Regions from separate parts of the Mus musculus genome. Here region 2 is linked to region 1. A link is a contact called in public capture Hi-C data. All regions are on one chromosome and are shown on one strand. Each heading gives the region's core, a stretch centred on a gene start, on an enhancer-like site or on the middle of the called end of the contact. The rest is flanking DNA. Distances are from core to core; before and after follow the strand shown.

Region 1 (3,095 bases), core at 212-2,711:
CTAAGAGCACAGACTGCTCTTCTGAAGGTCCTGAGTTCAAATCCCAGCAACCACATGGTGGCTAACAGCCATCCGCAATGAGATCTGATGCCCTCTTCTGGTGTGTCTGAAGACAACTACAGTGTACTTAGATATAATAATAAATAAATCGTTTTTAAAAAAATCTAAATGAGATGGGTACACTGGACATGTGAGATGACCCTGTCCTGACTGGAGTGTATGAGACTCAAAGCCGAAACTCTGAGTTAAGTTTTTGTTTGATTTTCTAGACAGAGTTTCTCTGCATAGCCCTGGCTGTCCTGGAACTCACAGAGATTCACCTGCCTCTGCCTCCAGAGTGCTGGGATTAAAGTTGTGCTGGATAGCTGGCCCACAGTGAATGCAGGCATGAGTGCCATTGAGTCTCTAAATCAGAGGGTAATCTACTACACAGCACTAGATAACACACTGTCTTCCCACAGGAAAAGTCCCATGGCGTTTAATTCCACACACGGTGCTTTGAGGCTAAAAGACTTGAGTGTATATCTCAATGAATCAATTAATGAGCTTCCAACAGCTTTATAATAGTACATTTTAAGGGAAAGGAAAGGAAAAGCTATTGCTCAATTAATCCTCTCTCCAAATGTCAGGAATTAACCAAATTAAATTCATCACTTTCTCCCTGGGTAGACCCAGGTTGACCCTTGGACACTCCTGGGCAAAACGTAAAGCTAAAAGGTTCATAAAGTTCACAGTTACGAAAACAAAACATTCACACTCTGACTCAGAAAGCTATACGGATCTCAGCAGGTACTTAAACGGAAAGTGTATTATAAAATGTAAATTGTAATATGAGATTTCTTGGATATGTTCATTTTTAAAGACTGAAAAGACACACTACAGCCAGGAAAACCTCCTTTGGGGGCAAATTGTAAACTAGGAAATCTAAAAAAGCCAAACTAAAAACACGTTTAAAATCTATCCAAATTTTACTTCTCCAGGCAATAATGAAAATTCCACACAGAGACGGGTTTGGAAGACTCATACTCTACAATATAAATCGCCAACAGACACGCATATGGATTCACCCATGTCTCTCCTTCTCTGACACGTCTCTCTGTAACTTCCAGAAGTAACACTGTAATGATTCCCATTCTGCAGAGGCGGGGACCTCCGTTGATCAGAAGCCAGCACGCCCCCAACTTCCCCGCTCAGTTCGGCGTCAGCGCGCAGCTCCGCCCAGCCTGGAAGTAACATTCGCACCCGGCGCCAGGATCGCGGAAACCCAGGTAGGCTCTGCAGCCTCAAATGCACCGGAGAGACATCGCCTCTTATGACAGAATGTTCTAGATAGGGCATTGCGGCGGGTCAGGTTACCTCGAGACTCACCTCCTGAGCAGCAAGCCCCGCAGCTTGAAAGCTGAGACCGTGCGGCTCCGCAGCCGCTCCGGCGCCATGTTCGCGATTTGGCGCCACCGCCGACGCCCCGCCCCCTCCTGGAATAGACACACCCCTTGTCCCGCCCTTATATTCTTGGGCTGGTGAAATGGATTTTTTTGGCCTTACTAACTGCAGGGCCTCTGGGAATCTCAGACCCTGCCTAGGGAGTGAAGTAGGAGTGGTCAGAGTGGGAACAAGCTTCCTTTATCCCAAAAGCATTTTCTGAACACTCAGCTTCCCGGACACTCAGCTACCCTCTTCTACTCTGACTCTACCCAAGCTTCCTGCACCCAGAGTCTTCCCTTCCAGGGCTATGAGAGTTGTAGAGCCGTTGTTTCCCGGTTCTACACATGCTCAGGAAATACTGTGTTTTCACCGTTTTCGATCACTCCCATCCGACCAGTTTTAGTTGAGGGCCTCTCCACGATCCGCTGTCATCATTTAGCAGTCCCACTTTTTTCATGACATACCTTCTTTTTTTTTTTTTTTACTGGTGGAGTAACAAACCCAAGATTATAAATGGTTGGTATGAGGTGAATTGCCAGTGCGGTGGAGCTGCTCTTGAATCGTTATTCTCAGTCCTACAAGTAGACTCAGTAGAGCACATCTTAAAATGTTCCCTCTTGCTGAGTGTGATGGCACATGCCTTTAATCCAAGAACTCAGAAGGCAGAGGCAGGGGGATCTCTGTAAACACCTGGGCAACTTGTTCTAGAGAATGAGTTCCAGACCAGTCAGTGAATCACAGTGAGACCTTATATAAAAATCCATCCATCCATCCATCACACACACACACACACAAACGCACACACACACATATACTTGTGCTGTTGAGATGAATAATCAATTGGCTGTTTATAAATAAGCATGCAACTTTACAGGACACAAGAAAGCTCTGGGCATAAGACCACAGATCTATAATCCCAGGCCTCAGAACGGGGAGGTGCAAGGATTCAGGAGGCAAAGGCCATCTTTGATGTCACAGCAAGTTCAAAGCAAGCCTAAGATACCTGAGGCTTAGTGGGAGTGGGAGAGGCAAATAAGCCAAAAACTTGAATGATTTCTACAACGGTATAAGCAATTATCTCTGGGGCGTATATTTAAGATCTTTCTGAAAAGGAAAACAGTAAAAAGAATGCATGTGTATATTTGCTTGATTTTGCATTTCAAAACTTTTGAAAAGTTAAACTAGACAACAAAGAGAGATCCCAGCTGTGGTGGTTTGAATAAAAATGTCTCCCGTAGGCTCTGGTGTGTAAACACTTGGTTCCCAGTTGGTGGCGCTGTTTGGAGAGATTCAGGTGGTGCAGTTGTGCTGGAGCAGCTGTGGTGGCTTGAATATGCTTAGCCCAGGAAGGGGCACTATTAGGAGGTGTGGCCTTGTTGGACTATAGGTATGGCCTTGTTGGAGGAAGTGTGTCACTGTGTGGGTGGGCAATGAGACCCTTTTAGCTCCCTGGAAGCCAGTCTTCTATTTGTTTTCAGAACAAGATGTAGAACCCTCAGCTCCTCCTGTCCCATGCCTGCTTGCACACTGCTATGCTCCTGCTTTGATGATAATGGACTGAACCTCTGAACCTGTAAGCCAGCTCCAATTAAATGTTGTCCTTACAAGAGTTGCCTAGGTCATGGTGTCTGTTCTCAGCGGTAAAACTCTAACTCAGACAGTAGGCTTTG
Region 2 (3,064 bases), core at 531-3,030, 930 kb after region 1:
GCTGATCATTTCAAACATTTCCCCAGAAGTTGGGCTTCGTCTTGCTCAACTAAAGGGCAGGCCCCAGTTCTCTCAACCTGGAAATAAAATTTGGGATCCTTCGAGGCTAACTGGTCTTCGCCCCCTCCTTCCTCACGCTCTTGGGTCTCTTCAGAGCTCTCCGGTCCAGAGGCTCATCAGCGGTGCCTTGCACAAGGTCTCTGAAATTCCAGACCATCCACCTTTGTGGCCAGCTCCTGGGGTGGGATCCTAAGAACATTTCCCATCAGCAGGTGTGGCCCTGATAATTCTCACTGGCAGCCGCCTCACCTATCAGGCATGTAAGGCCAAGAATGAGAGAGCTGTCAAACAGCTGACACGGACTGGGCCTAATCTGATTGCTCTGATCTTGATGTGAATCAGAAAGTGGACACCCTGCAGATGGCCCTGTCAGCACAGGCCCTGTAATCTCACCTACTCTTGAGGCCAAGGCAGAGAGAGCAAAAGTTAAAGTTCTGCAAGGGATGCAGTGAACTCAAGGTCCGCCGGAGTCACTTAGTGAGGGTCTTATCTCAAGCTTTAGACATAAAGCTGTAGACATAAAGGGGGTGAGGGATATCGCTCATTGGGAGAGTGCTTGCTCTGGCACAGGGAAAGCAGAGGGTCAATCTGGGTTCTGCCCCTGAAATGAGCATGGTCAGAGCGATTAAAAGAGGAAACAGAGACTCTGTCCTTGCCAATTCTATGAAATGAAATCACACACTTATTGACTGCTGTCTTTTTTTCTGAAAGGGTCCATTTCCCCCAGTGGAAGAGTCCCCTGCACCAGGGCTTCACAGTCAAAGCCTACTGAGGACCCACACGGGGGGGGGGGGGGGGGGGCGGGGGCGGGGGCGGGGAAAGTACATTTGGCTTCAGGGCATGATGCGCTTTGCTCTGGGAGGAAGCCTGGATGCTGGCATCACATTGCATCTTTTTTTTCTCCTCATCCCCACCCTTTAGCCTGATGGCTTCTGTGAGGCAGCTCTGGCAGGCCTGTGGCTCTTGCTCTTAGGAGAAAGCTTCAGGAATATAACTTGTACCAGGTAGCAGCTGGCTCAGGTGTCCACTAACCTTGGCAGGAGAATAGGCTCTGCTATATACTGATAATAAGGAAACAAAACATCAAAAAGATCTTCATTTTGGATACATGAAGTCATTGTGTAGCTCATAATTCCTTGGCCCGAAGGGTGTTTACATAAATCATATATTATTTCATGTTTATGTGTTTTGCCTGCATGTGGATCTGTCTGAACACTACTTTCATGCCTAGTGCCCACAAAGGATCTGGATCTGGAATTATAGACTATGTGCTATTGCCTGCAAAAGCAATGAGTGCCTTTGACCACTAAGCAGTTTTTTTTTCCCAGTCTTTCAACTGTTTCTTAAACAAAGGGAACCAAAGAAATTCTTGTGACAGCAATGGCAGGCAGATCTTATAAAGCCGTGCCTAGAAAACTACTGTCAAGATTTTAAGAGTTTTTACTTTATTCTGTGGGCCTAGCAAGGGAAGCATCTGCCAAAGCTCATAGGGATATTTAATGAAAAGCAATGAGAATGAAACAAATGGATACATAGTTATATCTATGTATCAATGCATTTCTATTCATCACCTGCTTGTCTGGGTATGAGACCAACCAGGGAGGAAGCCCCAGCCTCTGCAATGGGTGTGACCTTAGGTAGGTGGCCAAGTTTTCCTCTGGGTAGAGGAAGGGGGCGGAGCAAGAGCAGCAGGGGAGGAGAGGGTAAGCCTGGTCCCTGGAAGCCTGTGGCAGCTCCCTCAGCAGTGGAGGCACCTCAGGATGGACGCTAGGGACTGTGATGCAGCCTCGGAGCCAGGGCCCCCTCCCTGTTCCTCTGTGACCTCCTGGTGGGCTATGGTCCTGAGGAACCTGAGGTGAGTGTGCTTGATGGGTCATCACCTAAAATAGCTCCCTTGTCCAGTTTTAGGCATGGTTAGGCAGTTGCTGGGGCTACCCTGTCCAAGACCTGTCCATGGTTCTCCTAGGTCTGGAGGACACTGAAGCTTTAGGGCTGGTTTTGGGGTCGGGGGACTTTGTGGCTTGCACATTCTTGCTAACTCCTGGGTTATTGAAGATAGCATTACCCCAGCATTCAATTCCTACCGAGACCAGAGAGGCCAGAAGGTTTGACTTTTCAGGAAGGTATGAGAGCGTTGGAAAGGAGGCTCCAAAAAGTTTCTCTTATCTGTTCAATTTACAACTCTACCGAATGAATTTAAATATTACTAATAACAGAGGCAGCCAAAAACTTATGGTGTGCTGTAATCGGAGGTGCAATCTTTGTAGGTCAAAGACCTGTGTAGGTGGAAAAGAGTCCTGGCTCTTCAGGTATGGGTTTGCAGGTGTGTATTTAAAGGACTGGCTGAACTTCTGGGGGTATTGGAATCACTTTGTATATATGGGGTTACTTATGTAAATTCTTAACATTCTTTATGCCTGAAAATGTCTGTTTATCATTGTGGCTTGTTTGTTTGTTTGTTTTGGTTTTTCGAGACAGGGTTTCTCTGTGTAGCCCTGGCTGTCCTGGAACTTACTCTGTAGACCAGGCTGGCCTCAAACTCAGAAATCCGCCTGCCTCTGCCTCCCAAGTGCTGGGATTAAAGGCATGCACCACCACGCCCGGCTTTGTTTGTTTTTAAATATTGTCTCCCATCGAGTCAATGGTCAGTCATCCTCGGTCTTGTTGGCCTTGGAGCTAGGTCCTGGGTGTGAGGCAGTGGACTCAGGAGGTGTGTGTATCCCGTTTAGTTTGTTGAATTGGTATTCTTGTTACGTTTCTTGTTTCTGTTTCATTTTATTTTGTGTTAGTTACAAGTACTCTCTGGCCACAGCTACACACTGGAGGTGTCACTTTGGAATGTCCCAGGGATGATGACGAACAGGGAATCTTTGCTGTCTTATCCCCCACCCCACCCCACCCCACCCCCCGCCCCCAGCCAGGTATAGAGGTTGGAGAGTGGGTGGCATCGCGTCGCTCCAGTTACCTACACTTTACCCCTTGACATGAGAAACATCCCCCACCC

The links. Capture Hi-C pulls out chosen DNA fragments and counts their contacts.
Region 2: a contact with region 1 is called in a capture Hi-C map of macrophages, with 4 times the contacts expected there. The contact joins the promoter of Abhd12b here to the promoter of Pole2 in region 1. A contact is called at or near these places in 1 of 39 promoter capture datasets (pre-B cells) and 1 of 9 other capture datasets (macrophages).

What each region holds. Positions count from the first base shown.
Region 1 is chr12:69,226,729-69,229,823 of GRCm38.p6, forward strand. Pole2 (polymerase (DNA directed), epsilon 2 (p59 subunit)) reads right to left here and starts at 1,462. Exons shown (of 19, transcript NM_011133.2): 1 at 1,369-1,462. The coding sequence starts at 1,436. It also overlaps a transcript of Klhdc1 not described here.
Region 2 is chr12:70,152,351-70,155,414 of GRCm38.p6, forward strand. It overlaps Abhd12b (abhydrolase domain containing 12B), which reads left to right and starts at 1,781. Exons shown (of 13, transcript NM_001195033.2): 1 at 1,781-1,915. The coding sequence starts at 1,821.